2 separate regions of the Mus musculus genome follow, and region 2 is linked to region 1. Evidence: chromatin contacts called from public Hi-C data. All regions are on one chromosome and are shown on one strand. Each heading gives the region's core, a stretch centred on a gene start, on an enhancer-like site or on the middle of the called end of the contact. The rest is flanking DNA. Distances are from core to core; before and after follow the strand shown. Region 1 has its middle 65 kb from the start of Vapb. Region 2 holds the start of Mir296 (microRNA 296).

Region 1 (7,919 bases), core at 2,043-4,542:
CCTATAGCTAGAGCCCCTCTATTCTGGGGATCAGCCCATAGACCATGTGTTAGAAATGAGAACAACATTTAAAAAAAAGTCAGGCAGTGGTGGTACACACCTTTAATCCCAGCAACTTGAGAGGCAGAGGCAGGCAGATTTTTAAGTCTGTGGACAACCTGGTCTAAAGAGTGTCTTCCAGGACAGTTAGAACTACACAAGAAGGTCTATCTCAAACAACGATGATGACAACAACAACAACAACAGGAAAGAAAGAAAGAAAAAAAGAAACAAAGGAAGACAGAAACAAAGAGGACCACAGGCCTCACATGGACCCACAGAGGCCCAGGTCCCAATCCACAGTCCTAAACACTGCCCACCTCCTTTGTTTCCACTAAGCTTCAGTAGTGAGAGTTTCTGCCCACAGCCCAACTCCACCTCTGTTCATTATACTAACTCCATAACGTGTGTGGAGTTTGATGCTACAACCTATAACATCAGCACGTGTGCACACACACATCAGTGGTTTGTCCCCTGGCCACCCTGGGCTCCTGAAGGATGTCACTAAGAGAGAACCACAGCCCTAGCAGTGTTTCCAATGCATGTGCCAACACTATGGCTGCCTCTATCTAGATGCCAGACCCCACACTGGGTGGTGCCACAGAACTCCCCTAAGGAAGTACTTAGTGTCTGCGAGGAGGTGACAGGCAGGCTCCCTAACAGCAGGGATGCTGGGTGTTAGGAGATGTGCAGAGTGGGTAATAGAGGGACCAGGACCAAACAGGAAGAAACCTGCCTGAGCCACTGTGCCCTGCAGGGACAGCTATGGGGTCTTGCAAGAATCACGAAGACCAAACCCAGGAGATGCATGCCAAGAATGGCTAGGGTAAGGAGGGTGAACTGTGTTATTCTCTACAAAATTCATCTAGCCCTGCAGAAGTGGAGACCAGAAGGCTCACACAGAGGTAACGGGATGTACTAATGTCCTGAGGTTAGCTGACCAGAGGGCAGTGTGAAGAGTGGGGCAGACCCTTATCAGGACCAGACTATAGGACCTGCTGGGCTGGCGCCAGAGCATCCCCACAGGGCTCCATACTCACCAGAGCACTTTGCAGGGGACACTGGTAGCCAGTGGGATGGCAGTGCTGTCTCTCTGCCCATTCTGTGGGGACATCCCCAAGGAACAACTCCTCGACTAGATGGGGTGCCACGCCAGGTTGCTGTTGCATGTGAGATTGCAGGTGCAGCAGACTAAGTTCATGCATGCTGAAGCCCAGGGCCACCATGCAGTCACCTGGGACCTGGGAGCTCAGCAGCTTACACAGCATCCCTGGCATCCAGGCCTGACCTAGGGGCAGCCATCCTGTACATGAGGGGCATCTCCTGCCACCCACAACAATGGGGTCTGGCATCTGGATAGAGGCAGCATAGTGTTGGCACATGCATTGGAAACACTGCTGGGGTGGAGATGTGTATTGAACAGAGAAATGAAAACCTATCTGGGTGTTCCCCTCTTTCTGAGCTAAGCTTTGGCATCCCCAGCCTCTTTCACTCAAGCCTGGGCCCCATAGCCTCAGTTTCCCCAATGGGGGTGGGGTGGGAGGACTTCTCCATCTTGTCATCTTCATAAAAGGTCTCCAGTTCTCCTTCTGGTCAAACCTCATGGTCCTAACTGGGGCTTTGGTCGCTGTCTACCACTCAATGTACTTAGTCTCTTAGTCTTAGTGCCAGGCTCCCAGTGCTGTCTTGGATTACCTCCCGAGGGAAGGACAGAGACGCTGAGCAGAGGGACATCTCTCAAGTGTCTCTCTCTGACCAGTGCCCCCTTTCCCTGGTTCATCCTCCAGTAGCAAGCTGTTTCCAGGGCCCGACAACACATACTCTAGGGGTCGCAGGCTGCTGGAGGATCTGGGCCAGCCACTCTGCATTGCTGTTGGTGAAAATGACTATACCGAAACAAGACCAGAAAGATAGCTCAGTGGGTAAAGTATGCCACAGGAGCATAATGTCCCCCGAGTTTCATTTTCATTGTCCACACAGTGAAAAGCAGTTGTGGTGTGTGCCTATAATCCTAGCTCTAAGGTAGAGACAGGAGGATCTCGCTAAGGATGGATGGAGAGTCCCAGATCCCAGTGAGAGAGTGTATCAAAAAACTAAGGTGGAGAATGGCTGACAACCTACCTCTGCATGCACACACACACACACACACACACACACACTCACACACACACACACACACACACACAGAGAGAGAGAGAAAGATAGAGACAGAGAGATAAGACAGATAGAGAGAGAGAGAGAGACAGAGAGACAGAGAGACAGAGAGAGAGAGAGAGAGAGAGAGAGGTGGTCAGCTGACCTGGACTTCAGGCTCTTGTCTGCTAGCAGAGTTACTAGGCCCTGGGGTGTGCAGAAGTGGAAAGGAACAAACTGACTCCCAGCCCCATAGTCATAGCCAAGGATAGAAAAACCTTCCCAAGGCCTCATTGCTGTGGGTAGCAGGGGACGCCCCTCATTCCCTGGTGCCCACCTGGGTTGCCATCTTAATATGGATTTCATACTTAAGTTGTTATCATCCAAGCAGAAAATGGCTCCCAGTTTTCCTTCAGGCCCTCTGCTAACATGACGGAGAAAGCCTCCGCCGAGGCCCAATGAGTCTTAAGCCCCAGCTCCCTTTCTCGCAGCGAGAGCAGACGCTGAGGCCGAGATTGGCCGTGAATCTAGAGAGAACCCAATTATGTGGTTTTGTTTCACCGAGTCTCTTCACAGTTATTTCTTATTTATGGCGAGTGGCTGTTCTCTGCATCCACAGCGATGTTAGGCATCCTTTAAAAATAATTATATCACACTATAAATGTGTACTGTTTACTGTATGCCAATTATACCCCAATAAGGTTGTAAAGATGCATGAATATGTTTAAGTAAATAAAAGTAAGTTGGTCTGAAGAAAAATAGTCAGTGGCTAATAGACCAGGCGGTTGCTACAGTGAGGGAAGTCACCCTGTACATTTGAGAACCTCAGATGGGGCCTGGAATATGGAATGACCTTCCTCGGACATCCAGACTATCATCTCGAAGTCTGAGCCCTACTGACCCCTTTCTACATGCCTCTCAGAAAGCAACAAGGCCTACTTGGAGAGTACAGTGGGGCTTTCTAGGAAGAAAGTTCTAGAAGTTTCTTAGAACTGCTCCGGAGTGTTGCTGCAGGCCAGAACGGACAACATAACGTTCCCTCTCTGTGCACTCAGTGACTCTGCTAGGAGCTGCCTAGGTCCCAGTTGGGCTGAATAAGGTAGGGCTGCAGCCCAGAGCCTGGGAAAAGTGCTAGGAGCAATTTGGAGAGCCGGCGCCCTACCTCCTCCCGGCACCCAAAGCGCTAGCAGATGTTTGGCAGGCAGATTTCCTCATGAGCTCAGGAGGCATGTGGAGGACAGGGCAAGTTCAGTCCTTGACCTCAGAATGGAATGGGCTGAGGAGACCCAGGGGTGTGGGGAGGGGGAGCGGGAATAAGCGAGGAAGCCACACTCCCTCCCCCTCAGCTCCCAGTCTGGGGGCGGGGGGGGGGTGAAGAGTGACCTGATGCTTATGACAGATGAGGGTGGACGGCTGCAGGGCTAGGAGAACTGGGTGGAAACCCTGGGTTCTCTCTGCCCAGTTATTTCCTGCCTCAGTTCTTTGAACCGGTCGTGCTTTCTGCCTGACCCATCTTCCTGTGGATCTCAGAATGGGGACTTCTCTCAACCAGATGTCACCATCTCCAGGGACCCTCTAGGACATTTGTTACCATACCCTGCGTTTCTGCTTTGCAGCACAGTTAGTGTCATGCTAAATGTACATTATACACATCCCCGTTTGCCTCTTTAGCACACGTCCTACTGTGTGCCCAGTGCACCAGCTCAACAGAGGCAAGCCTGTGTGTGTATGTGTGTGTGTGTGTGTGTGTGTGTGTGTGTAACAGGCTGCATGTATCATTCAGTTTTACCCTTGTTGGCTGGACGTGATGCCTGACAGTTTCCTCCTCCAGATGCCAGGTCCAGAGGAGAGAAAGCAAGCACTCAGGTTGGAAGGCAGCCTCTGGGGACCCAGGAGAATCGACTCAACTTCACAGAAGTCAGTGCCAAGGCTCAGAGGGAGACATCTCCCACTCAGCCCAGCAGCACATGGTTGGCAGCTTAAGGGAGTCTTACCCAGTTGAGATCCAGGGCCCAGTGGGTGTGGGAGCAGGACCACAGTGATGGGCATACCATTAGGCACTGGCTGCTAACACTGGGTCTCCCAGTGTAGATGGCCATCCCCTGAAGTCCCGGCTGTTTCTTTGGCGCTAGCTGTGAAGGAGAAAGAACCTGGTCAGAGACCTGATCCACAGGCACCATGTGTGCTGCCTGGCCTGTCTGCTCGCCCTGTGTCAGGGGCCAAGCAGGCTGCACTGCCCGCCTCAGGTTCCAGAAACCCAGATGCTTGCTGACTGCATGCAGCAGGCTTGTCATTGTCCCTTTCTCTGTAGTGGGCCACAGACCAGGGTCTATTCAGTGCTCACTGAGTGTGTGGCGGGAGATGAGAACCTGAGCCGGAGAGCAGCCACATAGACCGTATCCCACCAGGCCCTCTTACCTAAGCCTGGCCAGGAGCCAGCACCACCTCGAGGGAGCTGTCTGAGGATGAACAAAGCAGCAGGGGTCCTTCTGGTGACCCCAGGATGGGCTGGCAAGGGCATGGGGTCAGCTCCCCACAGCTCCTAGCGGCTGCTCAGAATTGAACTCAAGACTTCAGCTAAGGAGCTGTAATCCCTTCAGAGTTGTCAACTCCAACTCAGAAGGACAACTGATACAGCCTGGATGGCAGGATGCTAGTGTGAGCAGTGTCCAAATCTTACAGTAGTGACGGTTCTCATGGTGGCCTCTGACCCCAGACGCTAGCTACTGGATCAGGCTTGCCAACCCAGCCCTTCCCACTGAGCCTGGGGCCCAAGTGGATTGGGAGGGGCTCAGAGAACCTTGGCCAGCCAGGGCCTCCAGGGAAGGCTGCAGATGGGGTAGAGAACTCTCTCACAGTGTATTCCCATCCCTTTCCCACTGCAGGTTTCCAGCTGTGTTTGAGGGGAGGCCAGGGGAACCCCATTTTACCCCTCTATCTGCTCTACACTTGGACCCCAAAGTCTCTGTGCCCAGCAATCTCTCAGGGAAGTTTATGTTCCTGGGATCTGGGGTCACGTGCAGAATCTCTGGGGACCCTGTCACTAGCTGAGAAAGCTGAGTGCTGTAGCTAGTAATGAGGGTAATGGTGCCACGGATCGAGTAAGGATCCACGTGGTTTTGTGGTGTGTCCTGTGATCTTTGCAGCCATCTTCTGTGGCTTGATGGTTCAGTTCCATGGGTTTGTGACACTCACCAAGAAAAGCCAGAACTGGAGCCCGGGTTGTCAGATTCAAACCTGACAGGGTGACTGCTCCTCATTTGGGTCACCGGTGAGAACACCGGGAGTTGAGTTGGAGATCCAGAGTGCGGGACACATGTGTGGAGAGTAAAAATCTGAGTGTGGCCCTTGGCCCTAGAGATCAATGGATTTGTTGATCATGGTCAGACAAGTAGGAGAAACAAAACCAAACAGTAACCGAGGCAAGGTGTCTTCTTAATGTGCGCACATCGTCACTTGGGGAAGCAAGGCTGACCGAAGTCTTGCATGATAGAAGATGGGGTGTTCAGCATTAACTTGGCACAGTATCAATATGACCTGAACCAGATCACTATGGTCGGTGCATGGGCATCCCCACTGAGCCCATGAGTCCCGGACTGAGACAGACTTGTCTAAGCTGTCAGCCAGAGCACATTGTGGCGCTTCTGAGCCACAGTCATGGTCGGAAGCTGCTGGATTCTCTGGATTCAATTCTGCAGGTTAATTTGAACATCACCGGTGTCAATGAAACCTGTCGCAAAGTGTTGATTTGGTGAACAGATGGGAGCAGAGAAGAATCCGGAGGGGTCAGACTTATTTACCTGGTTGGGAAATGAAGCTTACATTTCACAGTGAAATAGCACACAGGTTCTGAAAATGAGAGAGTCGTGTCTCCATGAATCTCTGGTCCTCGAAGAGATGCTGTCTCTGTTGGGAAGGAAGCCGTCACACCCTCCCCGAAGGCACCGAGAAGAGATGTCACGCTCTGTCACAAAGCTTCAGATGCTATTTCCCCCAAGTGGGCTTTCGTGCATGTTATTCTTCTGCGAGAAGTTAGGATTTAATTACGTTGGGAGACTATAATATATAGTCAGACCTTTTTGTCTTCAGAACACGAATACACACACAAAGCTCCGTACAATGGGGACTTTTGTGAAGAAAGCCCCAGAGGCCAGCCATGCTGGCTTCCCATAACCTCAATGTAAAGGTTGTTAAAAAAAAATCAACTACCAACCCAACTAATAGTTAGAAATAGTCTCACGACGTTGCCCCTTTACAGCTTTGGGACAGACCTCGATTTTCTTTCCTTTCTTCCCCCCACACCCCCTTCTTCTCCTCTTTTCCCACAGGAAAGTCTTAACTAGCTGAACCACTACCGGCAGATGGGGCCATGGCTGGGTCATACAACTCTTTGCAGGGACCTGAAAGCAAGGGCCAAATTGATTTTTATCAACCATGGATTTTTAATTAACAGTGGTGTCCACTTTACTGCCGTTCAGTATTTACTGTTTACCCACTAATTAAAAATTATGTTGCTTTTGCACTCATAAGAGCGGGGACATTTGAAATTAGATAGCATCGTTCAAATTACCTGCAGAATTAAATTTACAGTACCCAACTGCTTGGACCAGGCTCCCAGAGCTGAAAATATGATCTGCCATGGCCCGATGTGTTAGCGGGAGCTAGAACACTAGGGACAGGCCACTTGCACAAACACCATATGGGGTATGTTTGTGGCTGTGGGGAGTGTGGATGCTGCCTGAGTCCTTGATTGTGGGGCTCTAGAGATGCCCTGAGGTCCTCACATCTAAAGAGCCCATTTCTAGGGAGTCACCTAGGTTGGAGGCTAGATCTATGCCATGCTGTGGCACTCCACAGCCTTGGGGGAAACATCTTCTGTCTGGCCATTGCCGGGGAATGCCATCTGCATGGCCATTTGGAGTTCAGGACCATTCACAGCCACATCCAAGAGTTGAGGATGCAGAATCTCAGAGTGGTAGAGAGATTTAGCTGCTGTCACTATGAGGATGTTGTCTCTCAAAGATGCTTGCTTCTTTCTTCTTCTTCTTCTTCTTCTTCTTCTTCTTCTTCTTCTTCTTCTTCTTCTTCTTCTTCTTCTTCTTCTTCTTCTTCTTCTTCTTCTTCTTCTTCTTCTTCTCCTGCTTCTTCTTCTTCTTCTTCTTCTTCTTCTTCTTCTTCTTCTTCTTCTTCTTCTTCTTCTTCTTCTTCTTCTTCTTCTTCTTCTTCTTCTTCTCTCTCTCTCTCTCTCTCTCTCTCTCTCTCTCTCTCTCTCTCTCTCTCTCTCCTTCTTCTTTTGTAGTACCAACTCACACCTGCTAGGAGCCGAGACTGACGTGGAACTCACGATCCTCCTTATTAAGCCTCCTAAGTGTTGGGTAGAGAGATGAGTATTAACAAGCCAGCTCTTAGATGTGTGTATGCACATCCATGTACAGGACAGAGGACATCTTGGCTGTAATTCTTTGGACATTGTTCACCTTTTTCTGTTTTAATTTAATTTTCGAGGCAGGTCTCTTTGTAGATTGGAATTCACCAAGTAGATAGGCACTCTTTTCTTTTCTTCCTTTCTTTCTTCCTTCCTTCCTTCCTTCCTTTCTTTTTTTGTTTGTTTTTTAAAAAAACAACAACATGGGTGCTAAGGAATTAAACCCATTTAGACAACTTTAAAAATGCAGTAAAACATATCTAATACAATAATCACGGCTGGATACAGTGGCATATATATGTTTAATCACGGGTTCAAGGTC
Region 2 (7,919 bases), core at 3,647-6,146, 470 kb after region 1:
AAGTGAAAGGAAAGCAAACAACCACATCAAGGAAGGTCTGGTGCTAGGAAGCAAGTTTCCCAGCCAAGGATACAGAAGAGTAGGGAGATACTACACAAGGTGGTACAAGCCCAGGGAAGCAGGGCACTATTAGCCTAGAGCAGACAGGGTGGGGTCAGGTCTCTGGTACCCCATGAGCACTAACTGGGGGGCAGGACTAGTCTAGCAGAGGCTGCCACTGGGATCAAGCCAAAGACAGCAAGCATTCTCTAGAGCCCCAAGGGACTACTTACCATGCGACGCTCTGCGGACACCTTCAGGAGAGCCTCCACCCAACCCTCTGAAGCGAGCACAACAGGATTGAGGGGGGGCCCTCCAGAAAGGCCCTCTTGTCACCTTCCACATAGGCTGTTCTGTGTGCACACAGATGGAGATCCCCTCTTAGGGGCCCTGCCTCTGTCTCCCCAACCCCAAGACCCTAGGAGGGTCTCTTTCTGTAGTCTCGAATGCCCACTAACCTGGATCTTGGCCCGCTCACCCGCTTCCCAGCTACGTGCGCTCAGAAGCCACTGCATCGACAATGGGAAGGTGGCAGTCTTAGTAGTAGGCTCAGGGCATTATGACAAGACCTCAAAGTTCTCCATGGCTTTTAGAAACATCTATCTCTGACTCCACCAGCTACCTTGATGGGTGGGGGAACTTAGAGGATGAGTTCCGTGTGTCAACCAGCAACATTCTCCTGGAGATCGGAAGGAAGCTGTTGGCCCACTCCTAAGCTGAGAGAAGGCTAGTTCCTCCCAGTCATAAAACTCAAGGGAAGAACAGCCCTCCTCTGCCAAAGGCCTGGGCCTCTTATGCCTCTTGGTGTCTCTTTCAAGCACGGCAGGAACGTCCCAGCCTACCTCAAATAGCTGTGGTGCTCAGGAAGCAGTCAATTGGGCAGGAGCTAGTTAGTGGGGGTCCAGAGACACTCATCTCATGGCCAGATCTGTCTATGACCACTCCATCCAATGGACTCACTCACTTGCATGTAGTAGCACAAAGAGGGCCATGGTGTGGCAAGTATCCTGTACAGTAAACCCTCTTGTTCTATCAAGGTGCCATTATGAACCAATCAAACCATTTCTAAGCAGCCCTGTAGATTCCCACGCTCCAAGAAGGATCCACCTTGCTGGGCCTCTGCTCCAGCAAGACCCACCTCCCAACTCAAATGCCCCACCCCATGGGTGCTGACTGGGTCTCTGTGAGGTGAAAAATCAATCCATACCTGAGGAGGAAGAACCCCCAAGTTCTCCTACTTAGCAAACCTTTTCCTCAGGACTGAATGTTGTGCTCACAGCAGAAGCAGCTGAAGAAGTGCAGGCTCCAATCCTTGAGGCTCCCCATCACACAAGGCTTCAAAGGCAGGACTGTGCTGAGAGCTCAGAGGTGCTTAGAACAGAGAGATGGGGTAGGGAATGTTAAGACATAAACAAAACAGACACACAGCCGCTAAGGTCATAGTTTTAAGCTCTTCAACTTAATGGTTCTGTCCTAGTAGCCAAACAGCCATCAGAAGACATATTTATGGGCAATCTTTTGGCTACTGTCTGACCATGTGAGACACAAGAGCCATGTTTTTGAAAACACAGGTCCTTTTCTAATGAATGCAGGTCGTTAACGAAATAGGCTTGGAAGTCATCTTCTAAGGCCTTTGTCCATGACCCTAGACAAATCATCTTCCCAGAGTTCACTTGTACGGGGCCCTCAGCCAGGGCAAGCACTGAGGACAAGAAATCAAGTCTAGAGACTTCAGAAAAGGCTTCCTTTCTCTTTTCTGAAACTCTTTGGTTGAGCAGAGAAGAGAGACGGAGCAGAGCCATCATGCTCCCACGGGTGCAGTAGAGCAACAGTGGGAGGCAGAAGCAAACAGAAGAACAGTGAGGCCCATCACAGAAAGACACATCTGATGGACACCCACCCACCCTTGATCCCAACCATCAACATGGACAACCAACCCAGGCACCCATAGGTAACAAGGCTGGGACAGCTGGGGATGGTGTCAGGCCCAAGAGCTGCTCAGCACAGAAGGGTCACAGGAATCCTGCGCTAAGTGGCTCTCAGAAAAGGGGTGCATCACCACCAAGCTGTGAGGGGCTGAGGTACTTTGTACTCCCTCTGAAGTCCTCCCCCCAGAGGAAGAGCACAGTTTTAGTGTGAGCCCTTTGCGGAGTCCTCTCCCCTCTGTGCAGTTGTTCCCAATACATCTGACTTGGCGGCTAGAGATGTGGCTCCAAGTGTTGGCCATATAAGCCCCTTTCCCATCACTCAGAAAACAGAGAAATGCCAGGAGGTACACGTAGCTCTCCAGGCTGCCAAGAAGGTGAGCTGGTGACTTTAGAGGTGCTGCGAGAGAAGCTACTGTAAGCGGGCCCCATCATCTTCAAGGACACTCTAGAGTTGTTCCTTCAAAACTGTGTAGCACTCAGTCCAGCTCTCAGCTGCAAGGAGAGAGGATGCTCTGTATCTTCACTTGGGGTGGATGTCTGTCTTATCTGTCCAGCAGACTACAAAGACCCATCCCTAGCTACAGGCTGAGTTGCAAAAGAGCTGAAGATCCCACAAGTACGAGGGAGGGTGCCTCTTGCTTACACTGTCAGAGGCCCCAGAGAAAGCCTCTCTGACTTGACCGTTTCGGTGAACATTGCCCCAAATCCTCATTCGAGGGTAGCTCAGACCTCCATCAGCCCCAGTCACCCCTCAGCTTCTGCTCACATGAAGAACCACTTGACTCCTGAGTGTACCAGAGCCCCTGCAAGGGCAGCTAGGAGCCACGAGCCACTCCTCCAAGTAGACACCTCACATGTGGCCCTCAGTGCTTGTTAAGTGTGCTCCTATGTGCCTTCCTATAGCTCCCAGCCAGCTCATCCCAAACCTATGCCCTCAGCCCCAGCGGCTATCTCCCTCACAGCTCTGCTGCACCGAGGTCTCTGATGGCCTAAACTCAGCTCAGCCTAAGTATCATCTTGGACCCCCTTCAAAAGGCTTTTCAGTGCCCGCCAGGGTTGGAAAATAGGCTCTGGACACCAGCTACCCCCTCAGTCAGAAGCGGGCTTGACTCCTACTCCTCAGCGAGGTGGCCCTCGGCAAGTTGGGAGCTCGGCTGCAGCTAGGCTTCTCTCTAGTTGCCATGAAGTTGAAGTGAATTAAATGAACACGTAGTCCCCCAAGGCCTAGGCCTCTGCGCTGCAGACTCTACAAACAGGTCAATAAGAATGAGGCCTTCTGAATTACTAAGGCTGAGCTTGGAGCAATAAGCAACTCACACAGCGACATAGTGACACAGTGCCATCCTGAAGCCCACAGGACTTAGGCCTTGGGAGATAGGGATCAACCAAGTCTCACTGTTTCCAAGAAAAATACCTTTTCCCAAGAAGCAAGACTGAGCCGGGGAGAAGGAAATGGAGGGAACCCAGGAGACATAGGGTAGAGATGAACACAGGAGCCTCCTTCCCTGTCTGCTCATATGCTGAGAGAGGCAAGCTGCAGATACCAGGACCTTCTTGGTGACTTCTATCCTCTCTATGCCAGGCTAGGCCCTACTCAGTTGGGGTGAAGGGAGGCCCAGGGACAGACAGCTTAGATGTTTTGTTGCCATGGCAATTGCCTAACTCTGTGGTACAAGCCACAGGTTACTAAGGGGCCACAAGGAGGGAACCAGGCAACTGTGCTGGATTATCAAGCCTATCCCAAGCCCCAATGGAAGTTCATTGTTTATCCCCTGGTCTTCTCTTTTGCAGACCCAGCTTATGTTCATGAACAAGTCTCAGCCTCCTAGACCAATGTCATAGCAAAGTCAAAGATCACGTGCCCAACAACTCAGCTTTGACGGCCCGTGTTCCTGGGACAAGAACAGCTGCACTACTTCAGAAAAGGCAAAGGGCAAATGCCTACAAAAGCCAGCTCCCTCTTCAGTTGAGTGACAAGGTTGGCTGGTAGCAGGCACCAAAGCTGAACAACAGGGGGCGGCCGCCCCTTGCCCACAGCCATCTGCGGACACGTGGATGGCAGATTCAGAGGACCAGAGGCTCCTTTATGTTATAAATTAAGTATCTGATTATTGTAGTAAAATCGAATATCCAAACATCAATGAATAAGCTATTATTATTCAGACAGAAAGAATGGGGGGAAATGCATGGCTAAAGTATCATTTATCTAGACAGAACTAGGACCAGAGGGTGTTTTCTAGTTCTGATCTTACAATGGTGGGTGTTCAAATTTGCTCGTTCTTTCTGAGGTCTAGGTCTTGGTCTGTGTTACTTTGGACCTATTCAGCTTCTTGCCTAGAGCCCTAAGGAAAAATGCAAGAAGCCCTAGGAACACCTTGACACTCATTTCTCTTTGATACCAGAATAGGTCCTGGCCCACAGGCCTTCTCCCTATCCAGTTCCTGTGAGAGTCGGTTTACCTGGGTCTTCCTGCTCTAGACTGTCCTTGAAGCTTCCTCAGCCCTGCCTGCACTTGGCCCCAGCTCCTACTCCTCATCTGTCCCTGTCTCCGGGTTATTCGTTGTTCTCATGGCTCCTCTTCTCAGACCGGGCATTGTTCAGTCCCTAATTCTGACCATATCTAGTCATAGCGAATGCATCCTCCAAGCCCCCTCCCTCCACCCTGCTGCCAACTGAGCAACCATTTGGCCTGTGACATTTAAAGCCACACAGGAGCCAATGCTCGCAGTTGTCGGGCTACTGCTGCCTTCCTTGGCTCCACATGCCTGGCCCCCAGCACACTTGCTTGTTGACTGACAGCTCAGGCCAGTCAAACCCCTTTCCAGTCAGGCTTTCTTAATTTGGCTCCTTCACCTCACGGATGGCCCACACAAGCCCATTCCTGCCCCTATAAGGAGAAGCCAGGCAGGGGACTGGGGGCGTTTTGAGCGGCAGGACAAGGTGTAGGCCATCTGTGTGCCTGTGATATGGGAGCACATGCCTAGAGCATGGTGTGATGTCCGCCACAGCTGTCCTCTTCTCCTTGGCTTCCAACCCCAGTAGACCCCATGGCCCTGCTATTAATATAATACAAAGAGGCCTAGCAACTGGCTAGGACAAAATCTTTCCACACAGATAGCGACAACTGTCATTAGGTGGACTCCAAGTGTCCCCACCACACATTCTTCCCAAAAGGGCAGAGCTGGATGTGCCTGGTGCCTGCTACTGAACATACATTGACTTGGCCTTGGAAAAAACAGAGACTGCCAAAGACCAATCTGGAGGCTGTCCAAGGGGTAGCTACAGGGAGCTCTTAAGGCTTTTATCTGCACTTGAGGCCCAAGGCAGTTCCCATCCTGGGAGATGGCACCTCACAAGGAACATGGGGCGGCTGCTCAAATGCTCCCTACTTTCTCTCTAGGGGACAGAGAAGGTGGGTTCTGCTTTTTTTTTTTTTTTTTTCCGAGACAGGGTTTCTCTGTGCAGCCCTGGCTGTCCTGGAACTCACTCTGTAGACCAGGCTGGCCTCGAACTCAGAAATCCACCTGCCTCTGCCTCCCAAGTGCTGGGATTAAAGGTGTGCGCCACCGCCGCCTGGCTGAGGGTGGCTTCTACTTATCCAAAGAACCAAAAGACCATTAACTGGAGGATAAGGAAAGTCACTGTTGTCCCAGACTACCAAGGGAGCTTCGTGCTTTCTATACCTTGAAAGGCTCCAGGGGAGATGCACAGCCATCACCTGGGCTTGCTAGCCTCACCTGTACTTGGTATACTTAAAAACCGCCTTAATAGGCGTAAGAATGTGTACATGAAAATAGGATTCTGGAAATATTTTGAAAGACTCATGTAAAGGCTCTGGCTGGAAGCAGGGCCTTTCCTGGCCCAAGGAATCTAGGAAGCAGCTCCCTGAAGCCAAAGGCCACAGGTCAAGCATTTTATGATAAAGGCTGCTTCCTCTGCAAAGTAAACGTGTCCAAAGATGGTAAATGTCACAGCCAAGTCCCTCAAGACAATGTCTTCTTCCATGTATTATTAGGAGGCAAATGTCAAGGAAAGAAAATAGGCCCAAGCCATTTATCCTGGTTGCAATTCAACTTATTAGAACTAGAATCCGTCTCCTCTTCCCCAGAGCGTTAACATCCCCGCTGGGCGTCAGGAGGCGGCTGGCAGGGGGACAGGATCGATGTCTGCTCTGCTGTTGAGAACTTGAGCTCCATTTCCAAAACCCACAACTGTCCTGTGACCTCTGTACATGTGTGCCCCCACCCCCACTACCACCACGCATAAGTCAATTAAAAAAAAATCAGTCTGGGTATGGTGGCATAAATCTTTAATCCAGCACTGGGTAGGTAGAGGAGGGCAGATCTCTGAGTTCAAGGCCAGCCTGGTCTACAAAGTGAGCATGTGATAGCCGGGGCTACAGAGTGAAACCCTGTCTAGGAGAAAGCAAAGGGGTTATGGAACAGGCAGCTTACTCTGTTAAATGCACTGAGAGCAATACGACAATAGTCGTCTGTAATGACCACCACTACTCTACTTACACTGTGACTAACTCAACAATGCCAGGGGAGAGGCAGCAGGTGGGGCTGGGGACAAGGACCTTGACTTCTAAACTTGAGCGCATTCTTTAAATTGTGGCCATTCCTAGCTTCAAATGTCTAGATCCAGGATTAGAAGAGGGGGGGTCTCTTTTGGGCTTTGGTGCTATTAAAGGAGGGGTGAGTGCCTGTGATCCGAGTGAGCTCTTTAGGAGTCACCACCAAGGTTGGCAAATGGCCTTGTACAAGTCCGGTCACCCCCCAGACTAAAGAAAATGAACCCACAACCTAGAGCTCCCCGTTCCTTCCCTAGACCCCACCACTACCCACTCCTCCAAGTCCTTCCTCACTTTCCATTCACAGCAAAGCTCAGAAATACTGTTTGCTGACATTAACCTACCTCTCTGATGGGCAAAGAGTGATTAAGCCAAGGTCACGCCCTAGCCCCACAAGCAAGGAAAACAATCCCAGCCCTCTCCCACGCAGAGACTCTGAGCACAAAGTGACTTAAGCCTTAGCTCTATGTGGTTTTTGTGAAGTTATTAGATAGTACATATCATTTAGACAACCACATATACCCAGTGGAGCTTCTAGTCTGCCATGGGTTCATGGAGCAGACATCTTGAGACACAGCAGGCTCGCCTTTTTGTACCTCCACTGTCTGGTGCGAGGTTTAAGTAATCATGGGAGCTTTAGGAGATGGATAGACTTTTGAATAACCAGCAGAAAAAGTACACCACCGAACTACATCAGCTTTTGCCTTGGCCAAGTCCTTCTGGCCTTGTGTAGACTTGGCCAGGCTTGACTACTGGGGCATAGTATAGTTCTATTTCTAGCCTCCAAGGCACTTCTAAGTTCCTGCCTTTTCAAAAAGGAGCCAGTGGAATGTCAGCACTGAAGTGATCAAGAAAAGAATGTGGAACTGTCAAGTGTCCATTTGGTTGTAGAAAGAAATAGATCTGATGTCAAGAGGGCTGGCATCTGAGTGCTGGGCCACTCTTCCTGTGGTGCATTAAAATCTGAGAGAGAGTTCAGACTATGCAAACTGAGCTCACGTGCTGGCTTTCCTAGACTCTAAGACCCTCCCTCCCTTCCCTCTCCCAGCCTGTGTCCTTACTTGTAAACTGAGGGTGGCTAAGGCTGGGTCTCTCTGGTCTCTTCTAGTTCTAGAACTTGCAAGACCAACAAGCCAGAAGTAATGTGGAGCACGCAAAGGTGGGTTCCTTGGCACCGGCTTTCCTACTTCTCTCCATCAAGGGCCAGACTGAAACTCTGCAGCATCTGATGCCTTTTCCTGTGGGGCCCAAGACTACTTCGAACCCCACAGGTTAGTGCAGAAGGATGCTCAGCATGTGGGAACTTGGAGTGCTATCACACAACCAGCTGTGTTCCCTATTTCTCTCACTCAATGAAGGATACACAGATCCATCCCAAC

What was found. A called contact is a pair of places that touch in the nucleus more often than the background predicts.
Region 2: a Hi-C map of muscle stem cells shows a contact between it and region 1, with 1.8 times the contacts expected there. The contact joins two enhancer-like sites. A contact is called at or near these places in 23 of 39 promoter capture datasets (the 3T3-L1 cell line, 3T3-L1-derived adipocytes, the C10 cell line and 12 more), 2 of 15 datasets of contacts at CTCF or cohesin (embryonic stem cells and pro-B cells), 49 of 484 Hi-C or Micro-C datasets (the AtT-20 cell line, DN3 thymocytes, LSK cells and 20 more), 18 of 115 datasets of contacts at active chromatin or transcription factors (craniofacial prominence, embryonic forebrain, embryonic hindbrain and 9 more) and 4 of 9 other capture datasets (adipose tissue, embryonic stem cells, liver and 1 more).

The regions. Positions count from the first base shown.
Region 1 is chr2:173,798,244-173,806,162 of GRCm38.p6, forward strand. It overlaps the pseudogene Gm14371. Among named protein-coding and RNA genes, the nearest start is that of Vapb, 65 kb to the left of the region's middle. Within about 2 kb of position 3,293, at least 27 of the 459 cell types and tissues checked have an H3K27ac peak or open chromatin away from gene starts, as enhancers often do. A contact at or near this core is called in muscle stem cells, where this site is marked.
Region 2 is chr2:174,266,760-174,274,678 of GRCm38.p6, forward strand. It overlaps Mir296 (microRNA 296), which reads right to left and starts at 366; the gene lies at 288-366. It overlaps Mir298 (microRNA 298), which reads right to left and starts at 826; the gene lies at 745-826. Within about 2 kb of position 4,897, at least 9 of the 459 cell types and tissues checked have an H3K27ac peak or open chromatin away from gene starts, as enhancers often do. A contact at or near this core is called in muscle stem cells, where this site is marked.